Linked DNA regions of Sus scrofa: region 1 is linked to region 2. Evidence: chromatin contacts called from public Hi-C data. All regions are on one chromosome and are shown on one strand. The core of a region is the stretch at or near the end of the contact, and the rest is flanking DNA. Distances in the headings are between cores, read along the strand shown. Region 1 has its middle 60 kb from the start of GSK3B. Region 2 overlaps LOC102162379 (a long non-coding RNA gene).

Evidence for each region. A called contact is a pair of places that touch in the nucleus more often than the background predicts.
Region 1: a Hi-C map of embryonic fibroblasts shows a contact between it and region 2, with 3 times the contacts expected there. The contact joins two enhancer-like sites. A contact is called at or near these places in 4 of 47 Hi-C or Micro-C datasets (embryonic fibroblasts, fibroblasts and omental adipose tissue) and 2 of 2 datasets of contacts at active chromatin or transcription factors (alveolar macrophages and skeletal muscle).

Annotation. Positions count from the first base shown.
Region 1 is chr13:140,074,260-140,080,860 of Sscrofa11.1, forward strand. No RefSeq gene overlaps it. Among named protein-coding and RNA genes, the nearest start is that of GSK3B, 60 kb to the right of the region's middle. Within about 2 kb of position 3,897, at least 9 of the 83 cell types and tissues checked have an H3K27ac peak or open chromatin away from gene starts, as enhancers often do. A contact at or near this core is called in alveolar macrophages, embryonic fibroblasts and omental adipose tissue, where this site is marked.
Region 2 is chr13:139,748,365-139,755,395 of Sscrofa11.1, forward strand. It overlaps LOC102162379 (a long non-coding RNA gene), which reads left to right. Exons shown (of 5, transcript XR_001303087.2): 4 at 1,008-1,216; 5 at 1,439-4,190. Among named protein-coding and RNA genes, the nearest start is that of NDUFB4, 21 kb to the left of the region's middle. Within about 2 kb of position 1,432, at least 35 of the 83 cell types and tissues checked have an H3K27ac peak or open chromatin away from gene starts, as enhancers often do. A contact at or near this core is called in alveolar macrophages, embryonic fibroblasts and omental adipose tissue, where this site is marked.

The DNA of each region.
Region 1 (6,601 bases), core at 2,647-5,146, 330 kb after region 2:
ACCACTAGAGAGTCGCTGCCACCTTATCCTGGGTTCCAAGTGTATCTTCTACCAAACTTCCATTTGTAGCAGATTCTTCTTTGATCTCCCCAGGCAGATTCCTATCCCAGGAACACCTGACCCAGTGGGTAGAGGAACCTCTTGAGACCCTTGACTTTTTCTACCCACTGGGGGTTCTGTGGTTGGGCTTCAGCTCCTTTCCTCCCAGTGTGTCACCACTAGCAGCTACTGTTCAAGCTGTGAAATCTGCAGCTTCTGCAGAAGGACCTGGCGCTCTTTCCAGCCTCTCACCCATTCCCCCTCTGTACTCCCAGTTCCCCCATCCCACCCCTTCCTCATCTCCATCCCTCTTCTATCTAGAATTTCTTTCCCCTCTTTGCACACCTTGTGAATTACTTATCCTTCAAGGCTCAGGTAGAACGGACGTTCTCTCTTCAGCCTTGCCTGAACATCCCCAAATAAGACCGACATCCCCTAGTTAAATGAAGGATGATGTTTGGGGGCTTACTTATGTAGAGGCTTCTGCCATCCATTTTACCTAGAATGATTTTATAACCCTTGCTAGATCTTTGAAAAGATGGAGAATCTACCATCTGTGCATTTTCCTTATTTATCATTTGGTTCAAAAACTATGTGCCAAACACCACAACCGCCTGCCCCAAAATACTGTCTCCAAGTCTGTTGTTTCCTCAGTGCCCCACCCCCATCCCCACCAGCTCCTTCCTACATCTTTTACCCATGACCAGCTGATCCAGTGATGAAATTCTTGAAGGGATGAGTGTGCCATGACTTCTGGCCTGCTCTCGATCGATCGTTACACTCTTGGTTGTTATGCTCTTGAAGAAAGAGCAGAAACTTGGTGCAAAGAAATCCTGGAGAAGTACATATTGCCGCTGCTGCCGTCATCCAGGGTAAGCCTGCCTCTGTTGGTCTGAATGTCTGGCATGGAGCCCAGCCTGATTCTTACCATGTATATGCTGCTCTGCTGATTAAAATTTTGGGATTGGCTGTGTCCATCCTGATCCCAAAGTCTGTCCCTGTCTCTAGCTTGGGTCAAACTCTCTTTCCCTAAAGGATCAACTTAGCTAGAAGCTCAGAAAGGAGAAAAGAGCATCCGACGGAGGAGGCCTGTTTTTAACAAACCATATCACTTCTAAAATGGTAAAGAGAAAAGTCAGTGCAAGTTCCATAAAAATCTCTTGTGCGTCTGTATTTATTTTACTATATTTAGATGTGTCTTCTCCACAGATTGCCAGTTCCTGAAAGCACTGGGTGTGTCTTCTACATCTTTGTATCTTCTAGAGTAGCCATCAGAGAGCTTTGCACAAAGGATGAGTCCAATAAATGTTTAATGGATGGATTTCGGGGCAGATAAGTGGATGAAACAAAGGAAAGGAAGGAAACAAAGAAAGGCAAAGACCCTGTAATGGAGCTAGCAATGCAGCAGAGGGGGAGGCAGAGCCATCTGGCTTCACTGCCTTCCAATGAGTTAAGAGGAAGAAATATCACTAAAAGACCCTGAAGTAACTGAATTCTGAAAATGACAGCACTTTAAGTTTCTTAGAGAGAGGTGAGTTGAGAGTGACAGAGTTAATGGGAAAGAAAGAAGAAGGTTTTTGTGATAAGGTGTTCTCTTAAAGATGTTTTTCTCAAGATTGTAACTAAGTAACAAGCAGTATTAGCAGGAGGACAGTCTGATCATTTTTTCACCATGGCTTTCCTGAGTCCCCTCTTTCAGAGCCCCCAACAAAGCAGTTTCTCTGTTGCCTCCGCCTGCTGCATTTTTCCCAGTAACACCATCTAAGCTCTGTTAAGGTCTAACACATCTTTGGGGCTGAAAGTAGGAGAGAGGTTACTTTCTCATCTCTGGTACCCACTCTGATCTTTCTCCCTGAATTGTATCTGATGTTAGCATCCCCAGCCACACTGCATCTGTGGTTTGTTTGTTTGTTTGTTTGGTCTTTTCTTGCCTTTTCTAGGGCCGCTTCCCGCATCATATGGAGGTTCAAAGGCTAGGGGTCTAATCAGAGCTGTAGTCTCTGGCCTACGCCAGAGCCACAGCAACTCAGGATCCGAGCCGCGTCTGCGACCTACAGCATAGGTCACAGCCACGCCAGATCCCTAACCCCCTGAGCAAGCCAGGGATGGAACCCGCAACCTCATGGTTCCTAGTCAGATTCGTTAACCACTGAGCCACAATGGGAACTCCGACACTGCATTTGAATAAGGGAACACCTTGGGATGTTCAGTTCACTACTGAGGTCACAAAAAGACAGGACATGCCAGTGTCACCACGGACAAGATCTAGGTCAGTGCTTCCCGATCCTTTCCATTCTTTGAGTTACCTTTGCATGTCCTAATATACTAGCAGTCCACATTGGCTTAAAGAATAAGTGCTTGGGAAAAGCCCTGGAAAAGTCTGTAGGTAACTAAGAGAAAAGCAAGAGGGCAGAAAAAAAAGAAGGCAAGGAGGACAAGTCCAAAGAACAGAGGCAGAGAGGGTGGTGTGGTGAAGGAGGGAGGGAGACAAATACAAAAAGCACCTGCTTAGCTTTGTGGACATTGCCTCTCTCCAGTCTGAGCCAAGGGAAGAAGGGCAAGGATACCCTTGCAGAGCCCTTTCTTCATTGTGTACACAACTATTGGTTCATTTCTCTCCTTTCCCCGCTAGACTGAGCTTCTTGAGCCTACAACTTGTTATCATTATCTTGGTGTCTTGAGCACCCAGCACTCTGCCTGGTACATGGGTTGATGCTCAGCAGACATTTGTCAAAAGAAAAAAGAGGAGTGGCCTGGCCAGAACTGTCTCAAGAGGGACCCCAGAGGGGCTGCTCAAAAGAGCTGAGGTCACCTAGGAAGCAGAGCTTACCTATCTGACCATGGACAATAATGTTGATGGGATTCACTGAAGTTTAAATGCTCTGTGATAGTGCCTGGACCCTTTCTCAAAAGAAGGCATTCTAGGTGGGCTCCCTTCCCCACTAATTCTCCTACTAATTTTCCCCATGCAATTCCAGGGCTTAAAGTCACCCATGTGACTATGTAACTTTTAGCAAGTTGCATAACCTCTTTATGGCTCAGTTTCCCCAACTGTAAATTGGGATAATAACACCTACCTCATGTAGTTAGGAGGGTTCAGTGAATTAATATTAATTATTGGTATGAACTATGCCTGGCCCATGGTAAACAGTATATTAGCACTTATCTTATGAAATTGTTTGGCTTTAGATTTAAAAATCCTCTTCATGTTTTCTTGCCTTATACCAAAATCCCCATTCCTGTGTCCAACTTGTTCTTGATGGAAGGGTCTTCTAAACAGATCTGATAACGTAAGGATGGCCCTTTGGTTTGGCCCACTTCTAGGACAACATAATTTTCTCCCTGAACCCCTTCTAGGTCAGACTCACTTCCTGTGGAGGACACATCTCCTTGCAGGATTCATATCTGGGCAGGCCTAGGGAAAGGTGCAACTGAAAAGTCAGGAAATCTGATTTTTTTTTTTTAGGGTGGAGCCAAAAGACAACTAATTTCCTTTACAGAAATATGATGAACTTTATAACAGAGAAGACAAAATATAGGATGCCTATTATCTGCCACTTGATACTTACCTCGTTTAAGACATAATTACCCCCACAAAGTAGTTATATTTCTGTTTTACAGATGAGGAAACTGTACATCGCAGAGGATAGGTAACTTGCCCAAAGTCATACAACTGGTTAGCGGCAGAGCCAGAGTTTGAATTTGATTCCAAAGCCCTTTTTGGACACCTCAATGCTGGTTCTAGAGCATGTGCTACAGGCATGCTACCAGAAGACAGAGGCATTTCAGCCTGACAGGGCAGGCTGAGGTTTTCTTAGGACACCAAGGTTTCCTGAGGAAAAGCAAGCTGGTCTGGTTCTGTAAGCCTATTGCAAAACCCTCTATTGCTGAGTCATTGAACAGTGTCTTGAAGGATGAAAAGGAGCTTTCTAAAGCTACCTGGTCACTCCTGCCCTCTTCAGGAAGTTCAGTGCCAAACATACATGATATTGAAAACAAGCAAGTCCCTTGTTTTGGGGGGGGTTGATTTTTTTGTTGTTTTTTTGTTTTTTCGCTTTTTAGGGCCACTCCTGCGCCATATGGAAGTTCCCAGGCTAGGGGTGGAATGGGAGCTGCAGCTACCACCCTACACCACAGCCACAGCAACACCAGATCTGGGCCATGTCTGCGACCTGCTCCATAGCTCATAGCAACACTGGATCCTTAACCCACTGAGTGAGACCAGGGATCAAACCCACATACTCATGGATACTCATCAGATTCGTTACATTGAGCCACAACAGGAACTCCAAATCAAGTCCCTTGTTTAGAAAGACCCAAACTAGAGCTCCCTGGTGGTGCTGTGTGGCTAAGGCATTGTCACTGCTGTGGCTTGGGTCACCGGTACAGCTTTGATTTGATCCCTGGTCTCAGAACTTATGGATGCCGAAGGCATGGCCCCCCTCCCTTCCCCGCAAAAAAAGGACCAAGCCCAGTCCTCTGATCTGAAATTTCTTCTCAAGTGGCACGCCCTTGAAGTGGCACAAAAAGATGATGTTGCACAAGGGTCCCAGAAGACACTATGATGACTAGAAGCAGTGCAGACCTTGGGGCTCCTGCCGAGACTGGGGGGAGGGCCATGGAATCGCTTCAACCCAAGTTTCCACTTTGCTGAAAAACTTTCATTGCTCCCACTTCCCACAGGATGCACTCTCACCTTGGTTTCGGGCTGGAGGCCCTCCCTCATGAAGCTCTACCGTCCCTCATTCTCAACTTGCCTAAAACTCCCCACCTGGCTCCTACTGAATAGGCTTACTATAGCTTAAGCAGGGCGTGCCAGTGCACACTTCAGGCTCTCACTTTTGTTTGCAGCAGCAGCTCTTCTCTTCTTCCTTCTAACTATACCAGCTTGAAGTGACCTTGCTTTCTTCTGACTAGTTCCAAATAGTTTGAGAAAAAAAAATTTTTTTTTTAGGGCCACACCCACAGCATGTGGAAGTTCCCAGGCTAGGGGGCGAATTGGAGCTACAGCTGCCAGCCACAGCCACAGCCACAGCCACAGCCACAGCCACAGCAACGAAGATCCAGGCCATATCTGCAACCTACACCACAGCTCAGGCAACGCTAGATCCTTAACCCACTGAGCAAGGCCAGGGATCAAACCCACATCTTCATGGATACTAGTCGGATTTGTTTCTGTTGCACCACAACAGAAACTCCCAGGTCTCAGAATTTATTATCTTGGGCTGTTATATAAGTTCTTTATTGTTAACTTCCCACATGCTCATTTCTTGCCTCTCCAACTAGAGGATCAGGAACTGGAGGTCAAAAGCCATGTCTAATTCATCATTGCATGTCCACAGTATCTTGCGTAGTGCCTGCTGCCTCGGAGATCTCAACATTTCTAGGTTTATTTTGAAGACTGACCAACTCTCTGTTTGTTCCCACCTTTCTGTTGTACCAAGTGGCTCTTGAGCAAACAAAAAGGAATTTGGCAGCATTTTTCTTTCAGGCTGTAATTTAAGTTGAGCATTTCAGAGGATTTCTGCTGTCTCATGGGTTGAGAGTCCACTCTATGCAAGGCATTATGATAGGGCTGTAGAGATTAAATGCTGGAAGAAATTAAGCTAACAGGACCCAAGTAGTAAGACCCCCTAAAAGCCTGGATCCAATTTCCCCAACATCCTCAAAACAAACAAATAAAAATCAGCAGTGATGAAAACCACTCCTCTGGATGGTTCCCATCTATGAAACCTACAGGAAGCTGAAGGGTCCTAAAAAAAAGGGAGACCAGGTTGCTTCTGCTGTTGTTGCTACTGCTCCCAGCATAAAATACAGGAAAGAATCAGAAACAGGATACAGGCCTGTCAACACATTCTTCTAATGTCACAAGCAGACACTTTTTCTCTCAGGAAAAGGGGCCCCTGCCAATGGAATGCAGCCAGATGTCTTATTTCCAGCAGTTATCCCTGACACTCTGGAACTTCAGGAGTCTCCTGGTTGGGCCAGAGTGATCTGGGTCCTACATCCAGAATCCACTGCTGTCAGTCCATATCCTAGAAAGGTCTCCTCTCTGAAGCCTTGCCTACAGTTTTCACGATGTCCCAGATCATGGTAGGGTCTTGACACTGGTATTTTAAGTTCTCAAAGTGATTTCATGTGCAGCCAAAGTTGAAAGACCCTGGGCTTTGCTTCTGATCTCCAAGGATATCAGAATGAAGCTTCTGGGTCCTGCCGGCATCTCCATCCCTATGCTTAGCCCACCTCCTGAACTGGAACAATCTTACTTCTTCCTAAATGTAGCCTTCGGGTGTTAGGGAAGGTAGGTGGACTCTAAACATTCTCCTCCCCTGTATCCTCTCATTTCCCTCCCATCATCTCAAATGCAGCTCCTCTTCCTCCTCCTCCTCCGTGAGCCTTTCCACACACCTCAGCCTGATGTGCCCCTTTTCCATGACAGCATTGATCCAACCGCTGCCCAGCACACACTCACCCGCTGCCTGCCAGTGGAATGTGGTCCTCACATGGGCATGCTCTCCTGAAATCACAGACTCCTCAGAGACAGGAGCCATTCTTTGAACCT
Region 2 (7,031 bases), core at 182-2,681:
ATTACTTAGTTGAAGAAGGTGCAGGAGCTGTTCAGCTATGTGGATGATTCTTCTTGCTTCCTTTAGTGAGTTTGGCTACCTCTGTTTCCATTGTGCACTAAATCTACTGATATCATTCAAAATATTTTTTAGCTTCGGGGTAGGACTGGCTCTCCCAGAGTCAAATATTTTCTTTATATTCTCCTTATTTCCTGCTTTGAGTTTCCCTCTATTACATCTGCTCTGGTCAAAATCTTTTTTTTTTTTCTTTTTTGTCTGCCCCACAGCATATGGAGCTCCTGGGCCAGGGATCATATCTGAGCCACAGTTGCAAGCTATGCCACAGCTGTAGCAACACCAGATCCTTAACCCACTGGGCCGAGCTTGGGGCCCAGCACTCCAGAGATGCCACCAATCCCACTGTACCACAGCAGGAACTCCAAAACATTTTTTTTAAAATAGCAGTTTTATTGAGATATAATTCACCTTTGAAAGTGTAAAGTTCATTGTTTTTTTAGTTTATTTGCAGAGTCATACATCACTACTCTCTATTTTCCTTATATTTTTATCACCCCCAAAAGAAATACATACTCGTTAATAGTCATTCTCGAGTCCTCCTTTTCCCCAGACCCTGGCAACCACTAATCCATTTTCTGTTCCATGAATTTGCCTATTTTGGACATTTCATACGAATGGAGCCACACAATATGTGGTCCTTTGTGACTGGCTTCTCTCAATTAGATTCCAGGTTTATCCACGTTGTAACAGGTATCAGTACCTCACTCCTTTTTGACTGGCTAATTGATTGTAGGGATAAACCACATTTTGCTTATTCATTCACCAGTCAGTGGACACTTGGGTTGCCTCTAATTTTGGGCTCTGATGAATAATGAACATTCCTACACAAGTTTTTGTGTGGACATATGTTTTCAATTCTCTGGGATATGTATCTAGAAGTGGCGTTGCTAGGCTGGCTCAGATCTTAAAGAAACATTTTAATGGTCTTCATTCTTATCTCTGTTTCCCAGGGAACAGGTTTCTCTATGGTCATTAAACAAAAGGGAATGACCAGCCGCAGGAACTTCACCAAGTACTGGATACCACACCTGCTTTTCCAAGTCAGATACAACCATCTCCATTCTAAACAGTCTACATCTTTGAAGGACTGTGGCAGACCCAGGCTGGGGATTAGTCACTGGGGTGACTCACAAACAGCAGCTTGCAGCGCCCAGAGGAGGTATGCAAAACTAGCCTTTTCTGCCTAGGCTTTAATCTTAGAAGCAAAGCAACATCGACAGTTATGTCATTCCCTGCTTAGAACTGATTTCCTGGAATCTAGTCTCTCGTGTCATGTCAAGAATCTTAGATTATGATCTCTGGGCTATGCGTAGCATGAAATAAACAGTTTACAACCTTGGAATCCTAAATTGCCCTTTCTCCCCTGTTGTCCACTCTGCAGGCTCCCATTTACAACTGAAGTCTGCCCTCTACTGGTCACAAGCAGCCCAAACCCACACCACAAAGCCACTGAAGAGTTTGCTTCTAAAATCGTTTCTTCTCCAGGAACATTTTGGAAATTGCTACAATTTATTTAGCTAGAGAAATACAAAGAAATGACATCTTCTGAAAAGTGTTCCTCTTTAATTTTTTACTTTTTGATGTTTTTAGGCTTTTTCCTTTTATTTGACAATAGCAGAACTGGATCAGTTTCAGTTATATAGAAATATAACTTTCATTTGTGATAAATAACCATTATTATTATCACACTGCCCAGGCACTTCTGCTCCTATTGACTCATGAGTCACTAAAATGCTTTCGCATGGTAGAAATGGACAAGGGCTGTTCAAGATAGAAGGTACTACAATGTATGGGCTGTCAACCGTCCAGTAGTTTTCCAGTGGTAGTTTGTAGACTGAGTGTGAGTAAAGAAAGACCCAGAGATAGACTCTCCTCAAGCTCTGTAGGGTATCCATTTGCCCTGTTCAAAGGCTATGTGGCATCAGGCATCTGGGGATCCCAAGCAGACATGACAATCCTTTCTTTCTCTTGCTTCCACAAGGAGGGCACTCTGGCCCAGGAAGCAAATGCAGGAGAACATGAAAGGTGAGTGAGAAGGAAGCCAGAGCCTGGGGAGACCACAAGATAGTGTGAGCAAAAGGCTGAACCCATGATGAAAGGAAAAAGCTAGGGGAGGGAAGGTGGGTAAGAGAAAGAAACAGTGGACAAGGGCAGAACAGAGGACTAAAGAAGTGGCTCCATTTTTCCAAGGGCCATTGCTACTTTCTGCAATGCAGGTCACTGTAAGAATCTATTTAGTTTTTAGTTAACAAAAGAAGGGAATCCTTTCTGATGTTCCAGAGTCCTTGACAAGAGATGGTTCGGGTTTTTAGGGGAACAAGGACTCCTTTCTGTGAGCATACATCCTAGCCAGAGGTCTGGAAATCTGCCCCCTCCCTCAAGGTGATCCTCAAATACAGCCAGAGTGGGGGGCCCACTGCCCACCCCAGGGTCACCCTCCCCCAAAGGGTCTGCCTACCCCTGTCAGTCTGCTCCTCAGGGCTGCAGAAGCCTAGGATCAGGGTGGAACAGAGATCCCTGTGTCCTGATCTTGCTCTTCCCCTCCATTTCCCTCTTGCCTCCTCCCTCACCTCTGTCCCTGGTCCTCTGGACTCAAGTTCTCTCCTCCCACGTTGCCCCTCTCTGGACTTTGTGACTCAAAAACTCAAGCACTTTAGGAAAAACAGCGCTCAGTGTATTCTTAGGCGTGGGTGCTGCTGCCCCTTTAAAATCCACCATCGACAGAGTGTGGGGGTTGGGGGGAAGCGGGGAGGAAGAAAGAGAGGCAGGTCTTCTGTCTTTCTTCCCGAGATAAAGGTTATTCTTAGCAGTAAGATCGGCTTGGCATTTGGGGAGATTTGTGTTTCTCTCCTTCCCGTCCCAGGAGTTTTGCACAATGCAATTCCTCTTCTTTGTGCGGGGAAGAAGATGAACAGGGAGAAAGAGAAGGGAAAAAAGAAGGGCGCGCCATCACTGTTGCCCTCGTAGGCATTTCCCAGGACTTACTTTGGAAAGCTGGTCTAGTTGGTCAGAACTGGGCAGGAAAGTGCCCTCACTCCATCCCCAGAAGGTCAGTTTAATTCTAACGGACACTTGAAGTGAGAAGACTAAAGGCCAAATAAACTCCCTAAAGGCCTTTCCACAGCACTTTGTATGTCGCACATGTTCAGCTAGCGTTTGCTCAGCCAGTCTCCCGCTTGCACTCTTATTTGGGCTGGGTCTCCCAGGACAGACTTCGGAGAACTAGGAACTTGAGAAAATAAAAAAAAATAAAAAATAAAATAAAAAAGGAAAACGGTGGGCCAATCTCGAAGAAGACTTACGTAATCTGATCCCACTCTGGAACCAGACGGTGAGATTCTGCAGAGCCGCCAGCAGGGGGAGCTCAGGCAGTGTGTCAGAACGTCGGCACCGAAGTTGCCAGGAGCCAAAACCTCCGGATAAACAAAACAATGAATCTTTGTGGTTTCTCTTAGGTTCTTAATCCTGGGAGGCTCAATCCAGGACGGCCTGATTTTCGTCCTAGGGGAGCCAGCTAGCTTCTCCCAGAACACTAGCTGGGTCTTGGATGTCTTAATAGGTCTCTCTCTCTGTTCTTCCCTCCTCAATTGCTTTCTGTCTTCCTCTATTTTTCATCTATTTTCTCAAACTGTCTATGTATCTCTTTATGTGTATCTCCTTCTGTAATTCCCCTTTCTCTGAATCTGTGTTTCTGTCAGTGTTTCTTTCTTGTTATTTCTCTGTATGGTCCTTGGCTCACTAGCAAATGTTAATGTAAATGGGGATGAACCCACTGCAGACTGAGCTCTGAAAGATTTCAAGATCTGGCAAAAACTAACACTTAAAATAAAATGTAGAATAATTATTCTACACGGGTTCACCACTTAGCTATTGGGTCATGTCGTCTTGTTATATTTCTCCTGTCTCTGTCCTCCTAGCCTGCTGCCCTTGCATCCTGCAGTACTGCCTTGAGCATTGGTTGCTGCCAAGCTGCTGCCCACCTCCCCCTCCCATTGATCTCCAGGGGTCAATGGGACCAGCCCAACAATGTTTTTCAGGTCTTTTAGAGAAAATGCCCATACCAGAATAACTGTACCTCTAGTGACATGGTTTTCCACTTCTTAATTAAGACCCAGCCCAGAACACACTGGAACCCTTGGGACGGGGATTGAGGAGCTCCGGGTGAAAAACTGGTGAGGGACTCAGCATTGCACTCTACCTAAAACCTCTTGCCCTCCAGCATTCAGGTGTTCCACCTGGATCTGGTCTACTCTGCCAGAGTATCTTCACTCACAGTGACATTCTCTCTGGAATCTTCCTCATTGTCTGTCTCTCCAGACTGACACTTGGGGACATCTGGCTTATTATAGATTCCATATATATCTGACCCCTATAGGGGAAAGAGTTTAAATGCTTTTCCTGGACTTTTGAGCCCTGGGAATCAAATGTAACCGAATGTGTTTTAAGGTTCCAGAACATCCCATGACAGTCAAGATGCACCCCTATCTTCATACAAAAGGATGCTTTGTCTGCAGCCCACAGAGGCCAAATGAGGGCCCCGAATATGTACGGCACACAGATGGCTCCCCCAGGCAATGCTGCTCAGCAGGCACTGGCTCAGTTCCAGCCCCAAATACTGTGACTATGATCGTGGTGGTGGTGATGATGTTAGCACTTTGCAGCACTGGGTTTTTCTGCAGCAGTTTCATTTTTATTCCTTTTCAGAGACAGCCTCCTCATTTCTGCATTTCATGCTTGCATCCTCATTTCTGCATTTCATGCTTGCATCCTCATTAAGATGAGTCTTCCAGGACCCATCCTATGTCCAAGTCTATCCTGATCTATTCAAGTCTTCATTATTTTTCAGGTCTTAATTATGTATGTCCCTGAGAGGCAGATTCTAATATTAGCTCTGGTAGGATAGGAGTTCCCTGGTGGTGCAGCAGGTTAAGGATCTGGTGTTGTCACTGCTGTGGCTCAGGCCATTACTGTGGCACGGGTTCATTCCCTGGCCCAGGATCTTCTGCACACCACAGGTGCAGCCAAAAAAAAAAAAAGAAAGAAAAGAAAGAAAAGAAAAATCTGGTAGGACATGTGACTCTTTAGTTCTGGCGCTTTAACTTTCTTTAAGTTTCGTGGAGCCCAGGAAGTTAGTGGTGGTACGATCTGATCATACCTTTTATTGACCTGCTAAGTTCTTAGTAACCATTATCGTTTCCCAGTTTCAGAATGTGTTTGGACCAAGTTTAAGGCCAGAGTAAGGAGTAGGGGGCAATCAGGCAATACGATCCAACATTTAAAGGTACTAACCAGTTATTCACTCATCCTGGGCCCTGACCACAGAGAGAGGCTGAACAAGACATAGACCCTGTCCGCAGGGAGTAGATTCTTCAACTGGACTGACTACTGTGTCTCTGAAAAGGAATACAAATGAAACTGCCGCAGAAAAACCCAGTGCTGCAAAGCGCTAACATCATCAGGCAGGTTGCCTCTGCAGTGCAATCCATAATCTCTGTGACTTCCAGAATCAAAAGAGTTGTTATATGACTTTCTAAATTAAGCTTTTGCATTACTTTGGAAACTTACAAAGCTTCCCACAGACACTGTTCCCAAATTAAACACTTTGTGCTTGTGCAGCTGTTCAAACGTTGGTGAACTGAAGATGGAAATGTTCTTAGGAAGGGGAGAGAGGTGGATGCCTAGAAAAGAGAGGGGAGCACTGGGGGGGTGTTTTTTTTGTTTTTCGGGTTTTTTTTTTATTTGGATGTGGGGTGGGTGGGATTGAAGAGCTGGGGGTCAGGTAGCAGAGATTATAGAACAGTTGAAGAAGATTATAATCAAGTTAGTGCATAAAATGTTTTTTAAATTATTAGGTCTAGATAAGTGTAGGTTAAGGGGGTACATTATGATCAAGAATTTTGGAGTTCCCGTCGTGGCGCAGTGGTTAACGAATCCGACTAGGAACCATGAGGTTGCGGGTTCGGTCCCTGCCCTTGCTCAGTGGGTTAACGATCCGGCGTTGCCGTGAGCTGTGGTGTAGGTTGCAGACGCGGCTCGGATCCCGCGTTGCTGTGGCTCTGGCGTAGGCCGGTAGCTACAGCTCCGATTCAACCCCTAGCCTGGGAACCTCCATATGCCGCGGGAGCGGCCCAAGAAATAGCAACAACAACAACAAAAAAGACAAAAAGACCAAAAAAAAAAAAAAAAAAAAGAATTTAAAAGCATACTTTTAAGTGAAAAACTTGGTGAGTGGGTATCTCCCCCCAACCCCCATCAGTGGGAGCCAGAGGAAATAAACATAAACTGCCAAGGTGGTGTCTTAAGGTCCTTGTGAGGCCCACTCTTGAAGATTTGACAACAGTTAAACACTAGAATGGGTCACAGAGATTGGCTGGGCACTCACCCCAGAGGCTTTTTTTGAAAGAAGGTTGCTTTGTGCTCTACACTGCTGCAGCTGACATCCAGCAGAGGCAGAAGCAGGATCTGTATGAGTTGGTTCCCAGGTTCTTTTCTAGATTGAGAGAGAACAGAATTCCTGTAACACTAGAGGCCTTGAGCAGCAGCTGGGAAAAAAATGAAGAGATAAAAGTGCACAGTGCCCACTGGCCCACCCCCCGCCAACATGCCAGGGCCCCTTCTTTCAAGCCACTCCTGTGTCATTTGTTTCTTAACTTGTGCCAAGATATTTGCCTCTGAAGATGTGAACCATCTTGACAAATGTTTTTTCAAAGAGCCCTTGCTCACAAAACTTCTGCCTGCAATATTTGATTAGCTACCAAGCCTCTCACTTTTCCACACGGGCTGTCCCCACCTTATCTCTGGTCTCTTCCAGAGGGGCAGCCATTATTTGGTGGTGATGTAACAGGAAACACAGATTCCCCTTGGAAACATTTTCATAGGGGTTTGCTGGGTTGTAAGGGATGGAAATAGGGCTTGGAGCAGAGTAGGGTGAGGAGGTAATAAATACACGTTTAGACAGATAGTATTGTCCGTGC